Linked DNA regions of Sus scrofa: regions 2 and 3 are each linked to region 1. A link is a contact called in public Hi-C and HiChIP or PLAC-seq data. All regions are on one chromosome and are shown on one strand. The core of a region is the stretch at or near the end of the contact, and the rest is flanking DNA. Distances in the headings are between cores, read along the strand shown. Region 1 overlaps SYNE3 (nesprin-3). Region 2 overlaps CLMN (calmin (calponin-like, transmembrane)). Region 3 has its middle 37 kb from the start of DICER1.

The links. A called contact is a pair of places that touch in the nucleus more often than the background predicts. HiChIP or PLAC-seq counts read pairs in DNA pulled down with a chosen protein or histone mark.
Region 2: an H3K27ac HiChIP or PLAC-seq map of skeletal muscle shows a contact between it and region 1, with 4 times the contacts expected there. The contact joins two enhancer-like sites. A contact is called at or near these places in 1 of 47 Hi-C or Micro-C datasets (embryonic fibroblasts) and 1 of 2 datasets of contacts at active chromatin or transcription factors (skeletal muscle).
Region 3: a contact with region 1 is called in a Hi-C map of liver, with 4 times the contacts expected there. The contact joins two enhancer-like sites. A contact is called at or near these places in 1 of 5 promoter capture datasets (fetal skeletal muscle), 7 of 47 Hi-C or Micro-C datasets (embryonic fibroblasts, liver, mesenteric adipose tissue and 2 more) and 1 of 2 datasets of contacts at active chromatin or transcription factors (skeletal muscle).

Annotation. Positions count from the first base shown.
Region 1 is chr7:116,681,525-116,685,135 of Sscrofa11.1, reverse strand. SYNE3 (nesprin-3) reads left to right here. Exons shown (of 20, transcript XM_003128709.4): 18 at 104-253; 19 at 1,561-1,599. Among named protein-coding and RNA genes, the nearest start is that of SYNE3, 87 kb to the left of the region's middle. Within about 2 kb of position 1,880, at least 7 of the 83 cell types and tissues checked have an H3K27ac peak or open chromatin away from gene starts, as enhancers often do. A contact at or near this core is called in liver and skeletal muscle, where this site is marked.
Region 2 is chr7:116,503,427-116,507,258 of Sscrofa11.1, reverse strand. All of the region lies in intron 2 of CLMN (calmin (calponin-like, transmembrane)), which reads left to right. Among named protein-coding and RNA genes, the nearest start is that of CLMN, 85 kb to the left of the region's middle. Within about 2 kb of position 2,403, at least 29 of the 83 cell types and tissues checked have an H3K27ac peak or open chromatin away from gene starts, as enhancers often do. A contact at or near this core is called in skeletal muscle, where this site is marked.
Region 3 is chr7:116,443,116-116,447,089 of Sscrofa11.1, reverse strand. No RefSeq gene overlaps it. Among named protein-coding and RNA genes, the nearest start is that of DICER1, 37 kb to the right of the region's middle. Within about 2 kb of position 1,974, at least 11 of the 83 cell types and tissues checked have an H3K27ac peak or open chromatin away from gene starts, as enhancers often do. A contact at or near this core is called in liver, where this site is marked.

The sequences.
Region 1 (3,611 bases), core at 631-3,130:
GTGGGCTGCTTCTTAAGTGACATTTGACTGGCTCCTCCTGACCAACAGGTGGGGCCACCTTGGCCATTTGGAAGTTACCCTCGAGCCTGTCTTTTCCCTCTAGGAGCTGGAAGCTCGGGTCCCAGAAGGTCAGCATCTCTTTGAAAACCTCCTTCGTCTTGGACCAGCGAGGGGGTCTTTGGATGAGCTGGAGGATCTGCGCTACCGGTGGATGCTGTACAAGTCCAAACTCAAGGACTCCAGCCTCCTGCTGGTAGGTGCCCAGGATGCACGGGGAACAGGCCCCGGGGGAGACACAGCTCCGCCCACATCCACTCCACCCTGTGTCTCTGCAGACCAGGCTGAGACACACTCAGAGCACATGGAGCCTCATGGGTCCTGGGCACTTGACTTGCAATTTGTCATTGGCCATCCTGCCACTCAGAGAGACAGGAGCGCTAATCAGGACAGGTTTGCTACCTTCCCACCTGAAACCTGCATGTGTATCGTCCCATTTAGTGTTTCCAGGAGCTCCTGTTGTGGTTCAGCGGGTCATGGACCCGGCATAGTCTCTGTGAGGCTGAGGGTTTGATCCCTGGCCTCCTCACTCAGTGAGTTTAAGATCTGGTGTTGTCACAAGCTGCAGTGTAGGTGGCAGATGCAGCTTGGATCTGGTATTGCAGTGGCTGTGAAGTAGGCCGGCAGTTGCAGCTCCAATTCAATGCCCAGCCTGGGAACCTCCATATGCTGCAGGTGCAGCTGTAAAAAGACAAAGGAAAAAAACTTGCTGGTGCCTGCGTGGGTCAGTGGTGGAAGCACTGCCATTTAGTGCTTCCTGCAGCCCTTGACCAGAGTAATTGCCTCTCCAGCCTGCAGATGGGAGCTGAGACCCTGAGGAATTAAAAACTCAGCCAAGTTCACTGGGCTAGTAAGGGGCAAAGCCAGCTTCAGACACACCCTGGTGTTGGAGGCGCGGTGGTGGGAACCCTGGAGTGGACGCTGGGACCCCTAAAATCTAGGGCCCCTCCTCCACTAACCTGCTTCGTGACACTGAGGAAGGACCTTCTCCCTTTGGGCCCTTGGGTCTCACACAAAATAATGGTAACAGCCACATTAATAACGGCCTTTATTAAATGCTATGTCCTCATTACAGCTTTATAAAGGAGGTGCTGTTATTATTGCCTGAAAACTGATAGGGACACTGAGGCACATGGTTTCACCCGAGGAGAGGGTGGGTGGGTGGGGGGTGGCCTCCTGGAGCTGCAAGCTCTGGGGCTCCAGCTTTGCTGGCCCCGAAGCAGCCAAGTCAGCCACTAGGTGTCAGCCCAGCCCCAGCCAGGTCGGCGCGCCCGTGGCCTTGGCCCAGGCCTTCCCAGACGGAATCCCACCTGGGCCCAAAGTGCGTTAAAAAGCTCATTAAATTGAATCACCTGCTGGTTCAGCCTGTCCAGATGACCAGGAGTTTTAAAGAAACACTCCCCTGACAAAATGAATATTCCATTACAGGCTCTGCTGGGATTTAAGTTTCACTCACTTAACTTCGTTTTTTTCCCCGTTTCCTCTCCTTCCCTAAAATAACAGACGGGGAGTTCTCCAGGGGAGCCGACTGGATTCCAAAAGGTACGGCGTCTGCCATCTGCTCTGCTCGGCTAGAGGGCAGGGCGTCTGGGGGCGGGGGGGGGGGGGGCTGCGTCGCTGGGGCAGGACCCCTGGGCTTTCTGGAAGGTTCCGTGAGGCCCAAGGAAGGTGTATGAGGCATTGGCTCTGGGTTGCACTGTCCTGGGCTCCAGGGCCCTGACTCCCGGGGACACACAAAATGTACTTGGCTGTGACAGGGCCTGGGAGATGAGAGCATCCTGGATAATATCCAGGACCCTGTTAATAATTATCTGTGATGACAGGCCTAAACCAGGACTGTCCCAGGCACCCTGGAGGGTTCCAGGCCACCTGAGTAGTAGACGGCATAGGGGCTCAGGGGGGACACAGAGGAGGGGGTGGCTGTGCCCGTTGTGTTCCACCAGCCGCGTTTCCACTTCGGCCTTCTGTGACAAGCAGGGCTTGCAGGGCAAAGCAATGACACTAGCAGCAGTAATCACAGCAATAATTAGGAATAATAATTATTACTCTAGATGCTGTGTGTTGATCATTCACTGTGTGCCAGGAGTCTGCCAAATCGTGGTTAGGGCGTTCCATTGACACCCAGGAGGTGTCACTGCTGCCGTGTTATACATGAGGAAAGCCAGACATGGCCAGATTGGAGGGACATATTCAGGGAAGGCACAGGACTCCTGAGAGGGCCCTGGCCTCTGAGTCCTCAGCCCATGCCTACCTTCCTCACTGTGCCTTGGAACAAGCATGCCCGGGCCCGATGGCTCTCTTCACTTCTGCAAAAGCCCCGTGGAAACTGAATCCCCAGTGCCACCTTTTCTGAGAGAGCGCTGGTTGTCCTGCCGAGTGTTGGTTCCTGACGACGTGTGCCTCTGGCAGGCTCTGTTCCAAAGAGCCCCGGGGCCTCCAGCCCCCTTGTGCTGTGGTCTGGTCCCCAAGGCCTCTGTACACCCGCACTTCTTGGTCTCCAGCTCGTATTCGTGTCTCCATCTACAGGACAAGTGGTGTCCCAGGGCTGGAGTGGGGGCGGGGGAGAACCAGAGTCAGGAGGCCAGCGCTGTGCTCTGAGCCCCGCAGCCACCAGCCGTGAGGTCTTGGGCAAGTTGCTTTGACTCCTGCGGCTTACTTTCCCCATCTGTAAAATGGAACCGTCAATGCTGACTTTATACCATGAACAAATTTTGAAGCTCATGTGAACGATTCATTCTCTTTTCTTTTTTAATTTAGAGCCACAGGTGCAGCATGTGGACTTCCCAGGCTAGGGGTCCGGTTGAAGCTGCAGCTGCCGGCCTACACCACAGCCACAGCAATGCCAGATCTGAGCCACATCTGTGACCTACACCACAGCTCATGGCAATGCCAGATCCCTGATCCACTGAGTGAGGCCAGGGATCAAACCCACACCCTCATGGATCCTAGTCAGATTCAGTTCCAATGAACCACAATGGGAACTCCTACTGTTCATGTTTTTGTTTTTGTTTTTGTTTGTCTTTTTAAGGCCACACCCAGGGCATATGGAGGTTCTCAGGCTAGGGGTCGAATGGAACTGTAGCTGATGGCCTACACAACAGCCACAGCAAAGCCAGATTCTTAACCCACTGAATGGGGCCAGGGTTCGACCCTTCATCCCCATGGATGCTAGTCAGATTCGTTTCCGCTGAGCCATGATGGGAACTCCTACCATTCATTCTTTAGAGAAGAGCTGAAAGCCCTGGTCCACCGCCCCCCACCCCATTTAGAAGAACAAGGGGCTCTTGAGAAATAGGGGAGAACCTCAGGAAGGGCAGGGTGGCCCACTCTGCCCAGGCTGCGACTCCTGGTGGCACTTGGGGGGCCCAGGGCCAGGTGTCCAGGCTGCCTCCAGTTCCCGCACTTTAAGCCCCTCTCTGGCCTGTAGCTCCCAGACCAGAGTCCAGCGGGGAGTCATGTCTGGGGGTGCCCTGGTGGTTTTGAGTAGGGGGACACCTGACTGGCTGATACCAGCCCTGCAGCGCGACTCAGGCTCCTGGGGGCCTGAGAGCCGG
Region 2 (3,832 bases), core at 1,154-3,653, 180 kb after region 1:
TTGCTGTTTTTCATTCATTCACTTAAGCATCTACTGAGTGCCTTCTCCCTGCCCAGCGTCAAGCTCAGGGAGCACAGAGGTAAGACAGACACGGTTCTTCTGCCCCCGCGGGGTTGTCAAGTCTACCTGGGAGGGGGAGGGTCCCTCTGTAAATAGGAATCGATGAACAAAGGTTAGAAAACACGGATTGTTAACCCAAACACAGGGCGGGGAGAGGGGATCTTCTAGGAGGTCGGGGAGGCTCACTGCCACCCCCCCAACCCCCCCCACCCCACCCCCACCCCCGCCCCAAGCCCACCTGCAAATCCAGAGGAAGCAGAAGCTTGGAGATGCTGAATGGTTTCCTTACAGTGCCGCCACCAAGAAGGAAGCTTCTCCAGCATATTCAACTTAGTGGCCCCTTTGACTTTTTCTTACATTCTCTGGCCAAGCAATTTTGAGGCGCGTTTTGTCTGCCTGCTTCTCAGGCGGATGAAGCATAAAACAAAAGTGGCAGAACCAGCCGCTCCTGAGCAGACACAGGAGGAGCAGCAGCGGCGAGGCAGGACGGAAGTGGATAAAGAAACGGCTCCCAGGGGCAGAAATCCCAACCTTCTTCAGCATTAGGGTAGCTCTCTCCTCCCACCCAGAACATTCTAGAGGCCCCAGGGCTGGGGGAGGAGAGACTATTTTTCTCCTTATAAGAAAGCTGATTGGGAGTTCCTATTGTGGCTCAGCAGGTTACAAACCCGACTTGTATCCATGAGAATGTGGGTTCGATCCCTGTCCCCGCTCAGTGGGTTGAGGATCCGGTGTTGCCGTGACCCGTGGTATAGGTCGCAGATGTGTTTTGGATCTGGCGTTGCTGTGGCTGCGGTGTCGGCCGGCAGCTGCAGCTCCAATTTGACCCCTAGCCAGGGAACCTCCCCATGCCCTTTAAAAAAAAAAAGAAAAAAAAAAAGAAAAAAAAAAGAAAGCAAGCTGATTTATCAGGATTTATTTTACTCACTTGGGGTCTTCTTAAATTCCACCACTGGGTTCTCCACATAAACTCAGCCAGGCGTCGTCACGCCCTTTAAAGCTGGTAGGTTCAAGCACCACACGTCAGGGAGTTTAAATACGTGTGTCTTCTTCTGTCCTCGTAAGAGGTACAAGAGTCACTACTGACTGCCCCTCGAGTTAACCCCAAAGAAAGATTCCTAGAGGAAATCATTGAAATGATTAGAAAGCAGAGAAAATAAATGCGGTTTTTAGGAAGTGGAGCTCTTGACCAAAATTCTAATTCCTGCCGTGTAAACTCTAGGCTCTAACATTTCCCCAGGCAGACACTTAACCGCCTGCCCCTCTCCCCCCACCTGTAGAATGGGTTCCCCTCGAGCCAGGAGGGTCCCGAATCTTCAGGGAAAGAATCTCTATATCACGGATGAAGCTTTATAAATCATTTGCCAGTTGTTTTGACTATTGGTGCATTTTCGGCAGGGCTCATAAAGTGAAGTGTTATTTTTGGAAAAAAAAGGAAAACTGTTCCCGAAACCTGAGTTCACGGAACTCCTAAATTAATGCCTGATGTGTGTCAGGGTGGCTGGAAATTCCTCCTGATGAACGGAGTTTAGCCAGAGCGTATTGCTTTCTTTTTTTTTTTTTTTCTTTCTTTTTGAATTAAAAGATAAATACAGAAAAGTACAGAGGGTAATAGAGCAAATATCCGCGCGCGCGCACACACACACACACACACACACACACACACACCCGTGGAGCCCTCTGTGAGCATTGATCACCTCCAGAATTTTCTCCGTGGCCATACCTCTGCCGCTTTTGCAGGGCAGGTGGGTAGCACCCACTCGAAGGATAAATCAGATAGCACCTGAAACTGATGCCTAATAAACAGGGCAAAATTAACAGCCATGTTTCCAACCTTGAGACTTTCAAGAACAACCTTTCATGTAAAGGAAACCCAGGAACTCCTTGGGGAAGTGGGCTTAACTGCAATTTGAAGGCTGTCAGAAATATTTACTGAGGCTCTGGCTTCTGGAAAAATTCCTTAATTTACCGAAGGAGTTAGATCATGAAGAAACCCCTGGGGGTGCTGTTTACTCGGCCATACCAATCGCATGAAGCCCACGGAACGTCTGGGGCCCCGAGGAGTGTTTGCCCTGGAGCCGGTTCAATTTCCCGTCCTGCCATCTCGCAGGATGGACGCCGGCCAAGGCCCCGCCGGCTGCCGCTGGGCCGAGGCCCTTGCAGACACTGTCAATGGGAATTATTCTCCAGCTTCGACGCAGAAAGCAAGGCTCGGCCACGGTCGGGGCTGCTACCTGGAAATCTTGTGAGCCCATCTATCAGGGGCTGTTTGGTTGGGGTCCTGCGTCTCTGCCCCGCGTTAACAGGAATAACATTTCCGTAAGAGTCTCCGTAACCTGATGCCATCCTGCTCCGTGTGGAATGTTCCCGAGGAGCCGCGGGGAGTTTGCAAAGAAAACAGTTTGCCTTTGGGTTCAAAGCCGCCGTTGCCCTTGAAGCAGAGCTCTGTTTTGGTGCACCTGTGGGTGGACTCACCCTGTATTTTGACTCACTGGGGGTCAGGGGGCTCGTAGAAGAGCTAAGGAAATGCCACTTCCTTAATAAAAAAAAGAAAAGAAAATAGGGACCCTCCAAGGCTTTCGCTTACAGGAGATCTTCCCCGAAGAGAAGGGTGGTTGGGCTGCAACTCGAGGATTTCCAAGGTTTTTCTGGTTCTGACCGCTGCTGCCACCCCCACCCCCCATAGTCGTGTGTCCTCTGTGGACACCCCCCTTCGTTGAACCACAGGAGAGAGTACGCAGCCTAACTCTTCTAACGCTTCCAAGATTCAGCAAGTCCTAATCGTACTGCATCAAAGGAGTTTTTATCAAGCTTGTTTCGTCAACAGAAACCTTTCTTTAGAGCTCTCGCTGTGGCTCAGCGGTAATGAACCTGACTAGTTCAATCCCTGGCGCTGCTCAGTGGATTAAGGATCTGGCATTGCCCTGAGCTGTGGTGTGGGTTGCAGATGGGGCTCTGATCCTGCATTGCTGTGGCTCTGGCTGTGGCTGGCAGCTATAGCTCTGATTTGATCCCTAGCCTGGGAGCTTTCCTATGCCTCAGATGTGGCCCTAAGAAGCAAAAAACCCCTGAATCTTTCTTTAAGCACAATCTTACATGGAACCCTAAAAAAAAAGGCCAATAGGAGCATCTCTGATTGAAGGAAGTACGGTGGATTGGCCTCCTCCTCGACCCCCCCACTCCCCCTCCAGCGCTCCCCGAAGCTGCTCTCCTGAAGCCTAGGGTTCTGGGAAGCCCAGTTTCTATCCCTGTGTTGGAATATCTGGCTGAGTCCCTGCCAGTCCCTCGGACCTCAGGCCAGGCCCAGCCAAACTTTTGATGGACATGATGCAGTGTGGGGTCACCTAGATCTCGGACCTCCACAGGTCAGAGAGGAGAGCAATGGGCTTCTGGCTTTTTCCACCCAAGCCCCCTGCACACTCCACGCCTTTTCTCCCCGGGAGAGGGCAGAGCCTGGGGGGACCCAGAAAGAGAAGCCAGCGCGACACAGAAGGGGCTGGTTCAAGGGCTCTGCCCTGTGGAGGGACAGGAGCTGAGGACAACTCCGTCTCACCCTCACAGCCTGGGTGAGATGCCCCAAGACTCTGCAGGAAGGAAGCCACTTATCGTAAGCTGTGCCACCGAGGCCATTAGGTGGGGATGGCAGGTGCTGTGCGTGATCTTGTCCATTTTAGTCCCTGTCCTCTGAGACCTTCCAGAAAAGGACATCAGGCCCAGGGAGGTTAAGGAAGCTTCCCAAGGCCAAGTCTCTGTAAAGAAAAGAGCCTGGATT
Region 3 (3,974 bases), core at 725-3,224, 240 kb after region 1:
TATTAGGTAAGAGGGAAAGTGATAATGGGACACCCAACAGGCAAGGGAGGTGGCTGCCACCAGTGTTCTTGCTAGGATGGCACTCTGGGGGTCGGTCCCACGCATCCTGAGAGCCTGTAGATGGCAGAAGTATTATGGGCTGCATCATGTCCCTACAAAATTCACATGTTGGGAGTTCTCATTGTGGCTTAGGGCAAATGAACCTGATTAGGATCCATGAGGATATGGGTTAAATTCCTGGCCCTGCTCAGTGGCTTGAGGATCTGGTGTTGCTGTGAGCTGTGATGTAGGTTGCAGATGTGGCTCGGATCCTGTATGGCTGTGGCTGTGGCGTAGGCCAGTAGCTGCAGCTCTGATTTGACTCTAGCTTGGAGACTTCCGTATCTTCCACATGCCGAGGGTGCAGCCCTAAAAAGCAAAAAAAAAAAAAAAAAAAAATGAGGAATAAGAAAACAAACCAACCCTCCCCAAAGTAAACCTCATGTTGAGACCCGAAGCCCACGTCCCTCAGGGGAAGGCTGTATTGAAGGTAACGGGGCCTTTAAGGAGGTGACTCAGGAAAACCGGGGGAAGAGTGCTGGGCCCGCATCCAATAGGACAGTGACACCACAAGAAGGGGAAACCGGACAGACAAAAAGAAACACCCAAGGCGCAGGCACACAGAGGAAAGCCCGTGTGAGGTCAAGCAGAAGGCGGCCCTCCGCAAGCCAAGCAGGGAGCACTCAGAAGCGATCAGACCTTCTGACAGCTGGATCTTGGATTTCCAGCCTCCAGAACTGAGGGAGTAACCTTCTGTGGGTTAAGCCCCCAGTCTGAAGTATCTGCTTATGGCAACACTAGCAAGCGAATACATCCAGCCTGTCCACGTGCTCCCAGGCACTGGGTGGACACAGGAGAGTCTTAGTCTGTTCGGGCTGCTGTAACAAAAGTACCACAGCCTCATATTTATGACAGAAATCAATTCCCTCCCTTCTGGAGACTGGACATCAACAAAACCATGGCGTTAGCTTGCCTGGGTTCCAGAAGATGCTGTCTTGTGGGCGGCAGACTGCAGATTTCTCAGTGTCCTCAGATGCTGGAAGGAAGGGACAAGCAAACTCTCTGGGGCCTTTTTAAAATTTTTTGGCTGTACTTAGCGCGTGCAGAAGTTCCCAGGATGGGGACTGAACCTGTACCCCAGCAGTGACCTGGGCCTGAGCAGTGGCAGCACCAGATCCTTAATCACTAGACCACCAGGGAACTCCTAGGGCTCCTTTTATAGACGGACTCCACCTTCATGACCTAATCACCCTAAAGGCCCACTTCCTAAATACCATCACCTTGGGATCTCAACGTGTACATCTGCGGAGACACTAACATTGACATCACAGCAAGGAGCGACCCTGGTAGTTACCTTATTCTGATTTGCTTGACTGGTATCACATGGGGAAGTCAGAGAACTGCACGGAAGAAAGTCTGAGTGTGAGAACTAAGAGGAAAAACAAGGATCGATTTGTCTATTAGGCAAATGGGTTGCTGAGTGGTAGTGGAGAGAGAAGGAATGAGCGAGAACGTTATTTCAAATCCGTTTTGAAGTCTATAGCTCTGTTAAACTGCATTAAAAGAAGCATGGGCAAACTTGGTTCTGTAATTCAAAGCTCCTTTAGAAATCAGATTATCAGAAGTCCTAATGCTGTGTGGACGCTGTTTCCTAAGGGACAATTCAATCCAGTAGAAATTAAGATGACATTATTTTCTTCCCAAATGAAAAAGAGCTGATGCTAAGATATGGGAAACTGTTTTGCTCCAGCTGGGGGAGGGGGAGTCAATTGAATACTGTGGTAACGGACTGGTAGGAGGGCCACAGGGCTGTGATCTTTTGGCTGCATTTTCCCCTGAAGGCGTGGAAAGCTACTGACACTCCAGAGGCGAGCTATTCAGGGTACCGGGCAAAGCAGGGTGTCGTTTTCGATAAGTTCCCAGGAAGAGACGGCAAACGCTGAAGGTCAAAGTCCTTCAGTTCTACAACAAGCTTCAGGGACTCGGCACTGATAGGAGGGCAAGAGACAGATTGAAGTAAAAGTCACCCCAGAAAAGGAAATGCCACGAAATACTGAGATCATTTCACTTAAATCTGAAGAGAGGCATGATCTAGTTCTGACCTGGGACCGTGGAAAAGGGCGGGAACTTGCGCAGCTGGTGTATCTCCCCAAAAATAACAACCAAAGTACAACCCTAGGGCAGAGACTGCTGATCTTAGCCACGGTCAACAAGGCCCTTTTGTCAGAATGAAAAGCTCTAATACCTGGCAGTGTTCTGAGCTAAGTGCACCTTCAACTTTCTGAAAAACAGAACCTCGGTGATCTTGAGGCCACACCTACAAAGTGGAGAGTAAAACACTCCCATTTTTACGTCCCAAATATCTCAATGCAGCTCAATCTCTCTCTCATTAAGTCCAACCTCATCAGAGGCACCACAGCTCTTATGGTCTCGCAAATGTGTTAAGTCTTGGATTTTGCTCTTCTCCCATTTTCTACACTGGCTGAAGTTAACTTTTAAAAACATCTATCTGATCATATCACCTTTGGCTTGAAATCCTTTTTCTGGCTTCTCTGAATAGTAAATCCCTTTTTCTTTTTGGTTTTTTAGGGTCACCCCCTCAGCATGTGTAAGTTCCCAGGCTAGGGGTTGAATCGCGGCTGCAGCTGCCGGCCTGCACCCCAGCCACAGCAACGCGGGATCTGAGCCTCGTCTGTAACCTGCACCACAGCTCACGGCAACACCGGATCCCTAACCCACTGAGCGAGGCCAGAGATTGAACCTGCGTCCTCATGGATCCCAGTCGGGTTCATTAACCACTGAGCCACGAAGGGAGCTGCTGAGTAGAAAATCCTCAACAGGACACACACGATCCTTGGGCTCTGGTGCCAGCCTGCTATCTGTTGTCTCTGTCCTCCAGGTCAGTACTGGATTTCTTTCAGTTCCCTGAATGAGACCCACTTCCTTGCCTCTGGGCCTTGGGCATCTGGTCCCTTGGCCTGAGTACTCCCATCCTCTGTCTGATGTCCCTTTCTAGTTAATCCCCTCCCCCTCGTGTTTTGCCCCTAGCAACTGCAGATCTGATTTCTTTCCCTCAAGTTTTGCCTTTTCTAGAATGCCATATAAACGGAGTCCTATGGGGTGTAAGCTTTTGTGTCTGGCTTCTTTTCACTTGGCATAATGCTTTTGAGGTTTGACGGTGGTGTTGCACATACCAGTAGTTCATTCCTTGTTACAGGTGTGTAGTATTTCAGTCTCTGGATGAAGCACACTTTGCTTCTCTCTTCACCAATTCAGACATTTGGGTTGTTTCCAGTTTGGGGCTACTGTGAATAAAGCTGCCATAAACATTCACATATAGGTCTTTCTGTGAACATCTGCTTTCATTTCTTTAAGGTAAATATCCAGGGGAGAGACTGCTAGGTTACGTAGAAAGTATGTATTTACCTTTGTAAGACACTGTCAAGCTATTTTCCGAAGTGGTAATTTGCATTCCCAGCAGTAACGGTAACGTATGGGGAGTTTTAATTGTTTTATATTCTGATCAGTCCTTTTGGCCGTAAGGTCAGGTTTTATAGCCATTTTCATAAGTATGCAACGTAGATTTGTTTGTTGTTGTTTTTTTTCATTTTATGACAGCACCTATGGCACATGGAAGTTTCCAGGCCAGGGTCTGAGCCATAGCTGTGATCTAGGCCTATGACACAGCTGTGGTAACGCTGGATCCTTTAACCCACTGCACCAGGCCAGGGATCGAACCCATGACTCTGCAGTGATCTGAGCCGGATTCCCAAGAGTAGGATTCTTAACCTGCTGTGTCACAGTGGGAACGCCTAGTTTTAATTTGCATTTTTCTAATGACTCATGATGTCAAGGATCGTTTTATATGTTTTTTACTATCTGTATATTTTCACAGGTAATGTTTCTGCTCAAATCTTTTGCCTTTTTTTTTTTTT